Regions from separate parts of the Mus musculus genome. Here regions 2 and 3 are each linked to region 1. Evidence: chromatin contacts called from public Hi-C data. All regions are on one chromosome and are shown on one strand. Each heading gives the region's core, a stretch centred on a gene start, on an enhancer-like site or on the middle of the called end of the contact. The rest is flanking DNA. Distances are from core to core; before and after follow the strand shown. Region 1 has its middle 81 kb from the start of Gm33286. Region 2 overlaps Gm33105 (a long non-coding RNA gene). Region 3 holds the start of Akirin2 (akirin 2).

Region 1 (4,227 bases), core at 1,176-3,675:
GAGTAGAATCTGCACTGGTTACATGAGAGGAAAGGAAGGAATGAGAATTGAATTACCAAGTTCAAATCAGTGAAAGCTTGGCATCATGGAAGGAGCTGTTACCTAGAAGACAAGAGAAAAAAACACACAGACACACATACACACACATACCCACACACAAGCATGCATGCATGCATGCATGTATGCACATGTGCGCAGAAAAGATCATTTTGATGCTAAAGGATATGAAATCTACTTGGAATAAATACTGAGAAACACTCAATATGAGCTTATACAACACCAATTTAAGATAATTAAATTTATTCCAAGATAATTAGTTTTATTTTGTTTTTATTTCTACAATCAATTTCTAAGATTTTCATTTCCTTATAAAATATTTTGGATATTAATGAAATATTACATATCTATGTCTTCTATAGCTGTTTTCTTACCAGATAATTTATCGAAAATTTAAATCTTGCTAATTTTCTTCAGATTATTTATGTAAGAGAAAAATTACAAGTCCTAGTGACGCCCTACCTGTGTAATAATATTTACTGTGGTAATAGCCTATAATCCCCAGGGAGCACAGGACAAAGTCAGAGAGGTTCTTGAGTTGGGCAGGATGCAAAGAAGATACTGAGACCCGAACAGTTGGATGCTACTCAGTGGCAGACCTCATTTCTAAGTTGGCAAAGGCAGTGATGTCCCAGATGAAGTCTTTGAATGTACCAAATCCTTACTCCTCACCACAGAGTGTTCCAGAACAATGGTTACTGATGCATCCAGCTGTAGCTAATGTTCTTCAACGGAGATGGACCACTTTCTTCTTATATTTGCAATCCTGTCTGGTGGAAAATATTTTAGACTATTTATATTGTAGAGTGGGTTTAACTCAGACAGTGTCTGAAAGGGCTGCAGGGTAACTTTTTGTAAATGTTCAAATGCTGAGAGAGAATTTTAATAAAGATTCAAGGTAGAGTAATTGATGTCTGAATCCTAAAACTCACCACCCTTTCTGAGAAAATTGTATCTACAAAGATCAGTAGCCATGCGGGGAATACTAGCCAGTTTTATTAATATCAGAGCAAGTTCCCAATTGTAACATTATCACCCTTTCTTCCTCTTTCAAGGTGCCTTTGCTTATTGAATTGGAACATTGTATTAGGTTTAAGGACACAGGGGAGCAAAAATACTTCTTGCTAATGGCGGAGGTCCTGATTGTCTTGGTCCATACCTGAGTTTGGAAGAAGAAGAAGAGGAAGTGGGAAGGAGTACCAGAACAGCCCCTGGCAGCCAGCCAGCCGATCCTCAGCTGCACACGGTTAAGACATGGCGTTTACAGCAGTCCATTACTTTCCAGTGGGGTCACCTTACTCAGGCAATAGGCAGCCGATTAGCAACTCTGCCTCCTGGGCAAATGAACAAGTCAGAGATGGGCAAAATAGGGGTTTCATGTGAAAGCCAGAGAGGAAGCAGGATTTGAGAAGATGCCATCCTTGCCATGTGAGCCACACTTTTATGTAATGCAGAGCACTGTCCGTCTGGACATAAACTGATAATGGCTTTATTCCAATGTAGCTGCAAATGGAAATGGGACTTTGGATGGAGAATTAGTAACACTTATCCCTGAGTTTCTTTGTTGATAGTTAAGATTCTTAAGTTGGATTCAATTTCAGATAAGGACTCAGTATGAGAATAGGTTAAGAAGTCATAATACTCCTTTTCTATTTCAATTCGGGGACATTTCCTTCCCAAGTGTGGCTCAGAGAAGTGGATATGAGGAATATAGAACTCTAATGTGTAGTATCTAGGGGGGAAGCGCTATTCTTTCTTAGCATTACCCACATTCACAGTAATTGCAACAAAATGTTTTAGGAGGGCAAATGAGGTCTATGCCAGACAAAGCAGAATCAGCCAAAGCATCAAGTATTTGTCTTGCTCACGATGGTGGCATGCCATTGTCAGAGGAGAGTTTGAATCAGCAGCAGTTTGGCAAGAACGGACAAAACAAGGGAAAGGACTCCGGAGCAAGGTTTTTGAAAATAGCTGCCTCCAACTGGATGAAATTTCTCTTCTTTAGGTTGTGGTCCAGATGCCATGTGGTAGGTTTGGGAACAGTGCCACTGCCACAATTATCGACAGCACCCTCAGTATCCTGAACATTACAGTAATGGGCGAGTGACTCTACTTGGGTTGACAGTAATGAAGAAATGGAAGAAAAATATTAGTGCAGAAGCACTGGCAGCCTGCAAGGAACTCCAAGCTGGGCCCTCATGGTGGCTGAGTTCTCATCTCTGGGTTGTCCAGATGGGGATACAAGCTGTTTGTGTGATTATCTCCATCCCTAGGCTCCTGCAAAGAAAAGGGGCTTTGGTCATCTCCTACCTAGGAAGGGAACACTGACTTCCTCTAAGGACAGGCATACTCATTCCATGACTCATCTCCACAGTCGGGCCACATGCATAGCCAGCAAGCATTCCTGACCTCCTCGTATGTATTGCCTGCTATCTGATTCTTGTTGAACTGTCTCATTTGTCTCTGTCTCTGTCTGACTCTGTCTGACTCTGTCTGTCTTTATCTTACACACACACACACACACACACACACACACACACACACACACACACACACGCTCACACATAAACATGCCTTTCTCAACACAATGACCCCAACAGTCACTGTAAATGTCCCCATCACCTCACCATCTGCCTGTCTATTGGGCTTTGGGTTTTTCTTCTAGATTAATTCCCTTAGAGCAGAGAGTTTTTGTGGACTTGTTAAAAATGCAGAAATGTGGTTTCCTGAACTACTCAGCCAGAATATCTGGCAGCTGGCCCTGGGAATTGGCATCTATGTTAGCAAAGGCTTCTGGATGATCCAGATGCACAGAAACACGGAGAAAGCAGGCCTTGGGGAGCATCTGTGCTCCCCCACAGAGAGCCACACTCTGTGGCAGGCTGCACCACACTGACAGACAGCAGAAGACGCAGTGTGTTCTGAAGCTGAAAGGCTATTCCCCAAACATGAGCCGGCTGTGAACTGTCCCCAGTCTGCAGGTTGCCTAAATCCTGAGAGGAACATTTCTTGCATCTTGGACTAGTTCTCAGTGTTGTTTCTCTCTCCATCACGTTCCTTGTTACTCACTGACTTAACAACTGCAGCATGGCTGGTAAAGGATTCCCACATACAATGTATTCATCCTTATTACAAATCTATGCAATGAACATCATTAATACTCCCATGTGAAGGAATGAGTGTGCCTTGCTCAGTGTACCAGTTAGCAGGTTGTGAAGATAGTATTTGAACTCAGATTAGCCAAACTCCAAATTCTTTACTATGATCTTTCCTAAAACAGCTGAACCATAAACGCAGAGCAAGGAGAGCCATAGAATCTTATTGAAATGTCTTAACCTCTTTCACTACTGAGATTTCCTTTTGGTTCTACCGACTGCCAACCACTAATAATAGGAAATAAAGTGATAAGATGAAAACTGGTATGCAATGTAGAATTTGCGGTGGCTTACTGAAATATTGAAAATAATACCCAAGCTTCTAATCTAGCCTTTTATTTAAGATCCCAGACCCTTGGTAACCTTATCACCTTCATTTTAAAAACAAGGAAGCAGAAATACAGGGAGGGCTGGCTCACTAGCTGTAGAGTCAGGAACAAACTTCAGCTTTCTGCCTTTCTGTCTGAAGGAGTGTTATCCAACATCATTTGAAATCTGCCAAGCAATCACTCAAGCTGTCTGTGAGTATTCTATAACAGGTAGGCAAGTTGTATAGTGGGTACAGAAACAGAAAAGACACAATGCAATCTGGACTCAAAATATTAAGTATATTTGTAAAAACAAGGATTAGATGTAGAACCGAATGCTTTGAAAGCCGTGTTTCTCATGGTTGGCTGCAAATCAAAGCCACCCAGGGAACTTCTAAAGCCCCAGAAGCTTCCAGAATTAAGTACCTTTAAAAGTAAGGCACAAGCATGTCCATTAAAACAAATCAAATCAAAACAAAACAAAACAAAACAAAACAAAACAAAACAAAACAAAAGCCAACCAACCAACCAACCAACCAACCAACCAAACAAACAAACAAACAAACAAACAAACCTCATCCAGCCAGTGGTAAGAAGCACAGTAACAAAGTAGCACACTTCACAGTAGGGGCATGAGATACTCTAGGAGTAATGGAAAAAGAGAGGCAGGCTAACACTGCCCGTGACCATGGCCACTGGACTCAGAC
Region 2 (4,227 bases), core at 885-3,384, 330 kb after region 1:
CCGAGATAAAGCATGCTATTATAAATTCAAATATATGACTGGGTCAATGATGAAATAACATGAGATTTCTGAATACCCAAAACAAAACAAAAAAGGGAAAACTGTGAATTAATAAGTTGATGGTTGTTTATAATATAGTTCAAATTTTTAATGTTTCTTTCATTTAGCAAGACTGAAAGCTAAAAAAAAATTATTTCCATTAAAGTCAAAATAGAGTAAAATTGTATTAAATGCAACTACAAAATAAAGGATCTAATCTAATAAAAGAAAAAGGTAGGCAACACCACCTAATATCTCTGCAGTACCCAAAGTTCACACCTAAAGGAGCTTTCGATGCAACATACATAAAGCTAGTTGATGTGAATAAATAATTATTTTTTCTAGGATTTGGTAGCAAAAGAAAAATATTTTTATTCATTCATTCACTCATTCCATACTTATTATGTCTCAACCACAACTGAGTACAAAGGCAACAAGGCCCACATTCCTTTGGGGGAGATAGGAATCTCCGCAGTGGCTTTTAGGAAAACAGATCTTGAGATAAAAGAGGCACAAATTATTTACTGGAAAGTTTGGAAGGGGGGGGGGGGAAATCCAGTAGAAAAAAATCAGAAATATTTTGTAAAGAAAAAATAAGAACTAAACCTTATTCTGCTGAAGGAACATAGCAACAAAATGACTCCTAATGACATTTCTACCCACAGAATTGTCACGTAGCTGTCATCAGAGAAGCTCCCGGTCGGTGGGAATCAACGTGAGACCCACAACTTGACAATTACGGAGACTGGGGAACTTTGGGACACTGGGTAGTCTTTATTAAACCCCTTCCCTCGATGCTCGGGGATCTATGCGGGAGAGGAGGAAGAAAGTCTGTAAGAGCCAGAGGTGATGACTCACTGCAAGGAAAGTGTCTTCCAAGCACAGCAGGGCTGGTGCACATATGAACTCACAGAGACTGTGGCGGTAGCCACAAGACTCTCACAGGTTCTAACCAGGAAAAACGTTATGACTGAAAAGGGAAGTGGACACAAAATCCCATCCTTTACCAGGAAGTGATTTACAACTGATACTTGCTGAGAAAGGGGAAATCGGCTTTCTCCAGTGAAACGACACTGAGGATATCAGCCACACTCCAGGTATTCTTCATAAAGCCCAGGAGTAGTTAGGTAATACAAAATAGACTCTTAAAATTTTTTGTTTGTTTATTTTTCTGGTGTGCGTGTCTACACACCCGTGTGTGTGTGTGTGTGTGTGTGTGTGTGTGTGTGTGTGTGTGTGTGTGTGTGTGTGTTGCTGAGTTTCTTTTTTCTTTGATTTGATTTTCATTTTTGATAGATTTGTTTTCGTTTGAGAGGGAGGACATGAAGTTGTATAGCTAGGGAGTTGGGGAGGATCTGGGAGGAGTTGGAGGAGAAAGAATATGATCAAAACATAGTGCGTAAAATTTTTAATAAATGATAAAAAATACTTGGGCAATCCAGGAAGCTACCCTTTGTCTAGACCATCTGTGCCAAGCCTTCATAAACCCCAAACAACAGGGACCCTATTCTCTTTTGTACACCATTAGTCTTCCTCCCCTGAGATTCACACCACTAGTCTTAACACTGCTTCCCCCAACCCTGACTGTCCGTCAACCGACGCTGCTCATGCCCCTTTGGTCACTTCCAGCCTGAGTTCCCAGAGCGTCCTCCTCTTCCCTGACAATGCGGTCATATTGGTTGGTAGCAGGACTCTGTACAGACAGTCCCCCCAATATATGCACACTTCTATGATTATCTTCAATACCCCATTCACCCATGTGATTTCAGAGTCACTCCCTGGCCTTTGTCACCAGCAGCACTTAGGCAAGCTCATCTAACACATCTAAAGCCCTGTTTTCTTCCCAAAGCTCCCATTTCCTGAAGCACCCTTCCTGTGGGGTGGATGCCGCCCACTCGGGCTCTCCCGTTTCTTCCTTCCGTTAGTCCGGGTCATCTTTTCTCCTGTCCTGATTCACTTGAATTCCACAGCCTTTCAATAGAACCACCCTCTTACACACGTTCTCAACATCTTTGCCCTCTGTCTTTTCACATTCTCTAGGGGGAAAGCAACTCTGAAGGAACCCAGCATCTGCCTTCTCTGGGCTGGCGCTCACGCAGCCACCATATGGTGCCCACCCACGCCATCCTCCAGTGTGTTCTCCCTCACTCGCACAGTCCTAGCGACACTGGCCTTTCCACAGATCCTAGGAGCTCCAGCAGCTTTGAAGAGAGATCTGTTCTCTTTCTTCTTGGAATGCTTTCCCTCACAACTCTAGGCATGGCTGGCCCCACCTGGCCTTCACACCTCAGCCTAATAAATAATAATTAGCAGCTCCTGTTTACAGAGCACTTGCATTGCACTCAGTGATTTATATAAATCTGTCCAAACCCAGGGCTTTTAGAGTAGATGGCATTATCATCTTTATTTCGTCGCTAGAGAAATTAAGAATTAGAGGCCATGTAAATTATTCAAGCTCACATTGGATTTAGTACCACGCTAGTAAACAGAGAACCTGAATAATGTGTTTCTCTGTTTTGTCTCCATTCTTTCATTCTTCAGTCTCCACAGATGCACCCTTCCAAAGGCACCACAAAATAAGTTGTAACATTTTTTCCAGTTTTCAATTATACATATATTCATTGCTATGGCTCATTTGGCTTTTATTTTTTAATTTTTATTTGTGTGTGTGTGTGTGTGTGTGTGTGTGTGTGTGTGTGTGTGTGTGTTAGAAGACAACTCTGTGGTGTTGTTCTCTCCTACATTTACATAGGTTCAGGAATCAAATTCAGATTTCCAAGCTTCTGAGTCATGCCTTTACCTACTGAGCTCACTCACTGGATCCTTTCTTGTATGTTCCTTCACTGTTGCTCTCCTTTTCTTAGATGTAAGCTACACAGGCGTCCTCTGTCCAATTCACATTCTGTTGTGCCCCAAGGCTTAGCAATGTGTTCATCCAAGAACAAATATCAGCTCATACTTGTTAAATGGACAGGGAAAATTGAAGATGAGGCCAGAGCTGACAGAATGGGGCATTTTACCAGAAACTGTCTTCAACAAAGACACAGAAGAAGCTGCAGGTCATTAGCATGATTGTAGCATGAGGATTCTCACCCTGTGTGTGCACTGGGGACATAAACAGAGTAAACACCTGATAGATCGAATTGTGGCACAGACCTGTAATCCCAACACATGGGAGACAGCAAGTTCTAATCAGGTTTACAGGGCTTACTGAGACCCTGTGCCTAGACACCAATGGCCAGGAATACAGTCAATGGTAGAACATTTGCATGTCACAAGCAAAGCAAAGCCCTGGGCTCAGTCCCTAACACCACACACACACACACACACACACACACACACACACACACAAACACACACACGGAGGAATATTATGTAAAACAGAAATGTAGAGGGCTTGGGGTCACTTTGAGGGCTTCAGGGGAGGGTGGGCTAAGTCAATAGAGGGCTGTCCTCATACAGCCTTCATGCTGGGGCCTGTTGAAGCTCAATAGCCCTTCCCAAACAACTAAGACCGGTACTAATAGAGCATAAAATGCCACCATAGAAACATCCGAAGACAGGCAATTCACCCAGATAGGTAGGAGAGATGAGATAAGCAAGCTGCAGCAGAGAATTTTATTACATTTGATCAAAAGTCATTTCAAGCTACTTAGCACAGTCACCTACCTGTCATATTTAAGGTAACTCACAAAGATCAAAATGGATCAAAGCTAAAGTGAGGTTTTTAGTGTGCAGTAACATTGCAGCTCGGCTTTATGGGGTGAAATCTTTCAGGAAGTAATATATCACAGAGTCACTTTAACCACGGTGTCTAATCCAGCTGCAGCACTAAGTTTGAAACCAAATAAAGGCGAGCCTCTAAAGTGATGTCTTTGTTTACACGCCATCTCCAGTCACTCACTTTTTTCTGATGTTTTAAAAATTACTAGAGTTTTACAATGTGGCCAAGAAATCTTCAGTTTGGTGCCACATACACAGGACAGAATAAAAAATTCAGGAGTTTCGAACTTCACAGAATAAGGGAGCAGAATCGAACTGAGGCGTTAACAGGCATGAAAGACACAAAAGACACATCATAGTCAAGTAAGCCACAGTTCTCAGGTTTCCACGCAAATCCTATGCTGAGCACTGGTTCTGCCATAGAAACTGGAGCTCCTGTTGGCTACGAGGGGTGCCTTCAGTGTC
Region 3 (4,227 bases), core at 1,162-3,661, 320 kb before region 1:
CAAATTTAGCATTTCATTAAAAACAAAAAATGTCTGCCCCAAGAATTCATTCTCCAGCCCGGCGGAGGTGGCGCCCGCCTTTAATCCCAGCACTTGGGAGGCAGAGACAGGTGGATTTCTGAGTTCAAGGGCAGCCTGGTCTGCAAAGTGAGTTTCAGGATAGCCAGGGCTACACAGAGAAACCCTGTCTCGAAAAACCAAAAAAAAAAAAAAAAAAAAAAAAAAAGGAATCCATTCTCCACTTTGTTCCCTTGTTTTACAGTAATGACTAAAGCAGGGGGTTCTCAGCGCTCCTGATAAGCCCACCCTTTAGCACAGTACCTCATGCAGTGATGATCCCAACCCTATGATTATTGTTGCTACTTCATAATGTAATTTTGCTACTGTTATAAATCATAATGCAAATATCGGAGCGTTCCCCCGGGGGTCGCGGCCCACAGATTGAGAGCCATTCCTCTAACAACTCGGTCAGGAGTGCCTTTATACACATATGTGGGGGAGGGCAGCTTAGGTATGATCCTTAAATAAACGTCTTGGAATTTCTACGAAAAGTGACTGCAACTCATAAAACAGCTTTTGGCTACGTTATATCAAAAATTTAAGAGCCAGACTAGGTAACTGAGGTTCTCCATGGATTTGGGTATGAATATTTAAATGTGACATTTAAAAAAACACACATGGTACAGTCAATTTCATATAGATGTTACCAAATACAGAACTCTATAGTTCCCATCTTTTTAAAATGAATTACTGAGAAAAAAAAAATTTAAGCTAAGCAAAGGCTTTAAGGATGATATCACTAAGGGCTTACACACACAGGCTCACACACTCTTGCATGCCACACACAAAAGAAACAGACTTACACTTCAAGTCCATTAAAGTTTACCCTAAGATTGTGCCGAAGGCACACAAAGATTTCCAAATGCAGAGGGGGAAAAAAAATCCCTAGGTACACATTTAGTATACAAAAGCAATCAAAGGTCCATCCGGCAGACACTTTGAGAAAATGTTTCAAGACTTCAAGTCTGAAGTCCACTGGAATCTTGATTTATTCGTTACTCTCGAGGCTAGGTTGTTTTCTCCCAACATACTTCATTGGGATAACTAAAGCATTTACAAATAAACTAGTCAGTCTCAATTTGAAGTACACCTTCCTTTTCATTAAAAGTTCAGGATCTCTTAAGGACTGGACGCATAGTGAGATCACATTACAGTACTCGGGAAGAACATTTGCTTTGTTGTTGACCCTGCTAGGGAAACAGGTCTTGACTCAGCCAAAGTGGCGTTCTTGTGGGTGATTAATGACAGGCCTACAACTCGCCCCAGTGACATCCATCCCCCTCCAAACCCCACCCCTTCTATACTAAAACCAGCCAAGTCTAAAATGGAGGAGGGGCTGCCTTCTCGCCTCAAACCACTCAGTCACTGAGTTAATAGCTGCAACCAATCGATTCAGCCCAAGAGACCCGGAGATTCGGGTGAAATGTGACCCTTCTCTCGCCTGACTTATGAATAATATCACCCTCTCTGATCATTTCCGCTGGGGCTCTACATAAGGAAACGATTCTAGGGATCTAGCCCCAAATGATCTGCCTCACAATGAGGGACCCCCACAATGCCGGCCAACCCGACTCGTACCCACCCAACCTGCCGACACCACCCCCACCTCGGTTCAGGCCCTTCCTTCCCTTTGTGTCCGCACCCAAGCTCCCGGCCGCAGCCCACCCCGGCAGCCCCGGGGCCGAGGCCCACCTGTGGTGAGCCGGGAAGAGACGTCGCCGAAGGGGGAAGGCTCCATCCGGAGATACTTCTGCGGCGAGGCGGCCGCGGCCGAGGCGGCGGCGGCGGCGGTGGCGGCGGCAGGGGAGGCGGCAGCCGAAGCCGGCGCCGACAAAGGCGCGCACCGCCTCCGCTTCGGAGATGCGGGGCTCAGCAGCGGGTCGAAATCCAGAGTCCTTTTCAGAGTGGCTCCGCACGCCATGGTGGCGGGCGGCCGAGGCTCGGCTCGGGCGGGGCCGGGAAGGACGGGGGCAAACGGGCCCTCCGAGGTGCCCGGTGGGTGTGGGGCCCGGGACGGCGGAGCCGCGACAGGGCAGGCGGGCGAGGCGCGAGGGTCGCGCCGCCGGCTCGGGGCCGCTCCCGAGAGGCCGGGCCGCCCCCGCCGTGCGCTCGGGCTGAGCGCGCCGGGGCTCCTGCGCGGAGACCCGCTCCCTTCGGAAGTGGACCCGGCCAGTGGCGCGACCCAGACGCGATCTCCGACACGCCGGTGCAGACGGAAGCTCGTGAGTGGCGGCCACGCGCGGGAGCTGCGAGGTAGCCCGGCCGTACAGAGCTAAGCAATGCACTCGACCCTCTCTTCTCCACGGAACAACTCTGCCACCCGCCGCCGGCCCCAATATGGCGTCAATAACAACGCCGCCGATTCAAATCCTGCGGCCCCAGGGCGCCTGCGCACCGGGGGCGGGCCCGCCAGAGTGCATTCTGGGATTTGTGGGGTTTCGTGAAGGGCAGGGATCGGCCTGAAAGGCGGTTACCCAGAAGTCACAGAAACTACGACTCCCGTCATCCAAGGCGCACGATCCCAAGTTCCGGGTTGGAATTTAAATACCCCCTCATAAGTAAGAGAGTTTAAAAAAAAAAAAAAAAAAAAAAGACCTAAGGAAGAGAAAGGAGAGCCTGTGAGACAGTGGGGAAGAGGAAGCGAACCCATTGGAAAAGCAAGCTAAGCACTTTAGAGACCCTGTGAAGATTTGGCATAGTGACTTAAACGGGATATAACAAAGAGCCAGTCTAATATTTGGAGAGAGATTAATTTAGCTGTCAGGAGCGCCAAAAAACCAAATCTGTCACATGGAGGAGATAGGAAATAATGAAAACACCAATTTGGGTCCTCGAGACAGAACGACAGTAATAATATCAGATTACAGGATCTTTGAAGTCTGTGCTTTGCGCTTCCCAGATAGGTACTTGTTTGCTTATTAAATTCTGCATAGCTGAAAAGGAGCACAAAGTCAATTGTTTACTATGAGCAGAGAGCGATCAACACCAGAAATTTGTTGAGTTTGGAAGGCTGGGTGGGGTCTAGGGAAAGGCAAGCAAATAAATGCCTAGGGAGCAGGACCCATCTTTATTAGCAAAGTGGGAAGAAATATTTCTAAAATTTGTTTTTTCATCAACTATCTAAAATAGGGATCGACTACAGCACTGATGAAGTAATTTATGTAGATACTTTATATCTTCTGCCTGTGGATGCTAGCTCTCCACCAAGATTATAAGTATTAATACGCCTAATGCTCACTCTTTTCTGCTTACTCAGAAATCAACATATGTGGCTGCTTTATAGTTGTTTTGGACAATACCTCTCTATATATCCATTTGTTTAGAATTGTTCACCACCACAAAGATCAGCTTTCTTGATCACACTGTATAAGCAACTCTGTCACACTTATTTTAATTTAGAATATAGTTCTTAGAAAGTATCTTTTGAGAAAGACCAGCATTCTATGAAACAGTCACTTAACTAAGACTTGTACTAAGGATGTGTTTATTAAATTATAAAAACTCCAGGAAATCTGTTATTGTGCTGAAACTGACTGGACGTTCATACTTTATGTAAGAGCAGAATAAGAAAAGTTCTTGACTTTTTTTTTTCCTTTGGAGATAAGATCTGATATCAAATTCACTGGGTAGCCAAAGATGACCTTGAACTTTTGACCCTCCCACCTCTACCTCCTGAGAACTAAGGTTAAGATGATTGGCGTGTGCCATCATACATCGTTTATATATTGCCAGGGGTCAATCAAGCACCCTAGCAACTAAACAGCAGCCTCTCCTTTTGTCCACTAAGATTTGACCACAGGTGGCACGGAAGGTAAAAGGGAGCCACAAGACAGGACATTGAGATTGTGTGGAAGAGGAGGAAGGGGTAATAGAGTATTTGTGACATGAAAGCAGAAGGTAACTGCCAGGGGAGAAAGGGTACACGGCCTGGAGGAATGAACAGAAACAAATCAGGTATGAGCAGGCCATAACGCAAATTGCATTGTGGGCTAATGTTAAAAATAAACAAGAAATTCAGTAGGATAAATAAAAGCAATTGTATAGAGGTCAGAAAAAGAGCAGTAGTAAGGACTACCAGCGTTAGCCACTCTAATTGTCTGGGAATGTCGATATAGCTAGCATAGTTTGCTCATTTATGCTTTTGTCTTTTGTTGTTTGTTATTTTTG

The links. Hi-C and Micro-C count contacts between places; a contact is called where the count stands out from the background.
Region 2: a contact with region 1 is called in a Hi-C map of cerebral cortex, with 2.7 times the contacts expected there. The contact joins two enhancer-like sites. A contact is called at or near these places in 1 of 15 datasets of contacts at CTCF or cohesin (large pre-B cells), 2 of 484 Hi-C or Micro-C datasets (cerebral cortex and nephron progenitors) and 2 of 115 datasets of contacts at active chromatin or transcription factors (both in embryonic stem cells).
Region 3: a Hi-C map of cerebral cortex shows a contact between it and region 1, with 2.0 times the contacts expected there. The contact joins the promoter of Akirin2 here to the enhancer-like site in region 1. A contact is called at or near these places in 6 of 39 promoter capture datasets (the 3T3-L1 cell line, 3T3-L1-derived adipocytes, the C10 cell line and 2 more), 1 of 15 datasets of contacts at CTCF or cohesin (large pre-B cells), 13 of 484 Hi-C or Micro-C datasets (the C10 cell line, the C2C12 cell line, the G1E-ER4 cell line and 7 more) and 9 of 115 datasets of contacts at active chromatin or transcription factors (astrocytes, bone marrow-derived macrophages, embryonic limb bud and 6 more).

What each region holds. Positions count from the first base shown.
Region 1 is chr4:34,224,864-34,229,090 of GRCm38.p6, reverse strand. No RefSeq gene overlaps it. Among named protein-coding and RNA genes, the nearest start is that of Gm33286, 81 kb to the left of the region's middle. Within about 2 kb of position 2,425, at least 60 of the 459 cell types and tissues checked have an H3K27ac peak or open chromatin away from gene starts, as enhancers often do. A contact at or near this core is called in 3T3-L1-derived adipocytes, the C2C12 cell line, astrocytes and 5 more, where this site is marked.
Region 2 is chr4:33,891,973-33,896,199 of GRCm38.p6, reverse strand. It overlaps Gm33105 (a long non-coding RNA gene), which reads left to right. Exons shown (of 5, transcript XR_390460.2): 4 at 705-1,136; 5 at 2,080-2,672. Among named protein-coding and RNA genes, the nearest start is that of Gm33105, 10 kb to the left of the region's middle. Within about 2 kb of position 2,134, at least 19 of the 459 cell types and tissues checked have an H3K27ac peak or open chromatin away from gene starts, as enhancers often do. A contact at or near this core is called in cerebral cortex, where this site is marked.
Region 3 is chr4:34,548,799-34,553,025 of GRCm38.p6, reverse strand. It overlaps Akirin2 (akirin 2), which reads right to left and starts at 2,411. Exons shown (of 5, transcript NM_001007589.3): 1 at 1,753-2,411. The coding sequence starts at 1,981.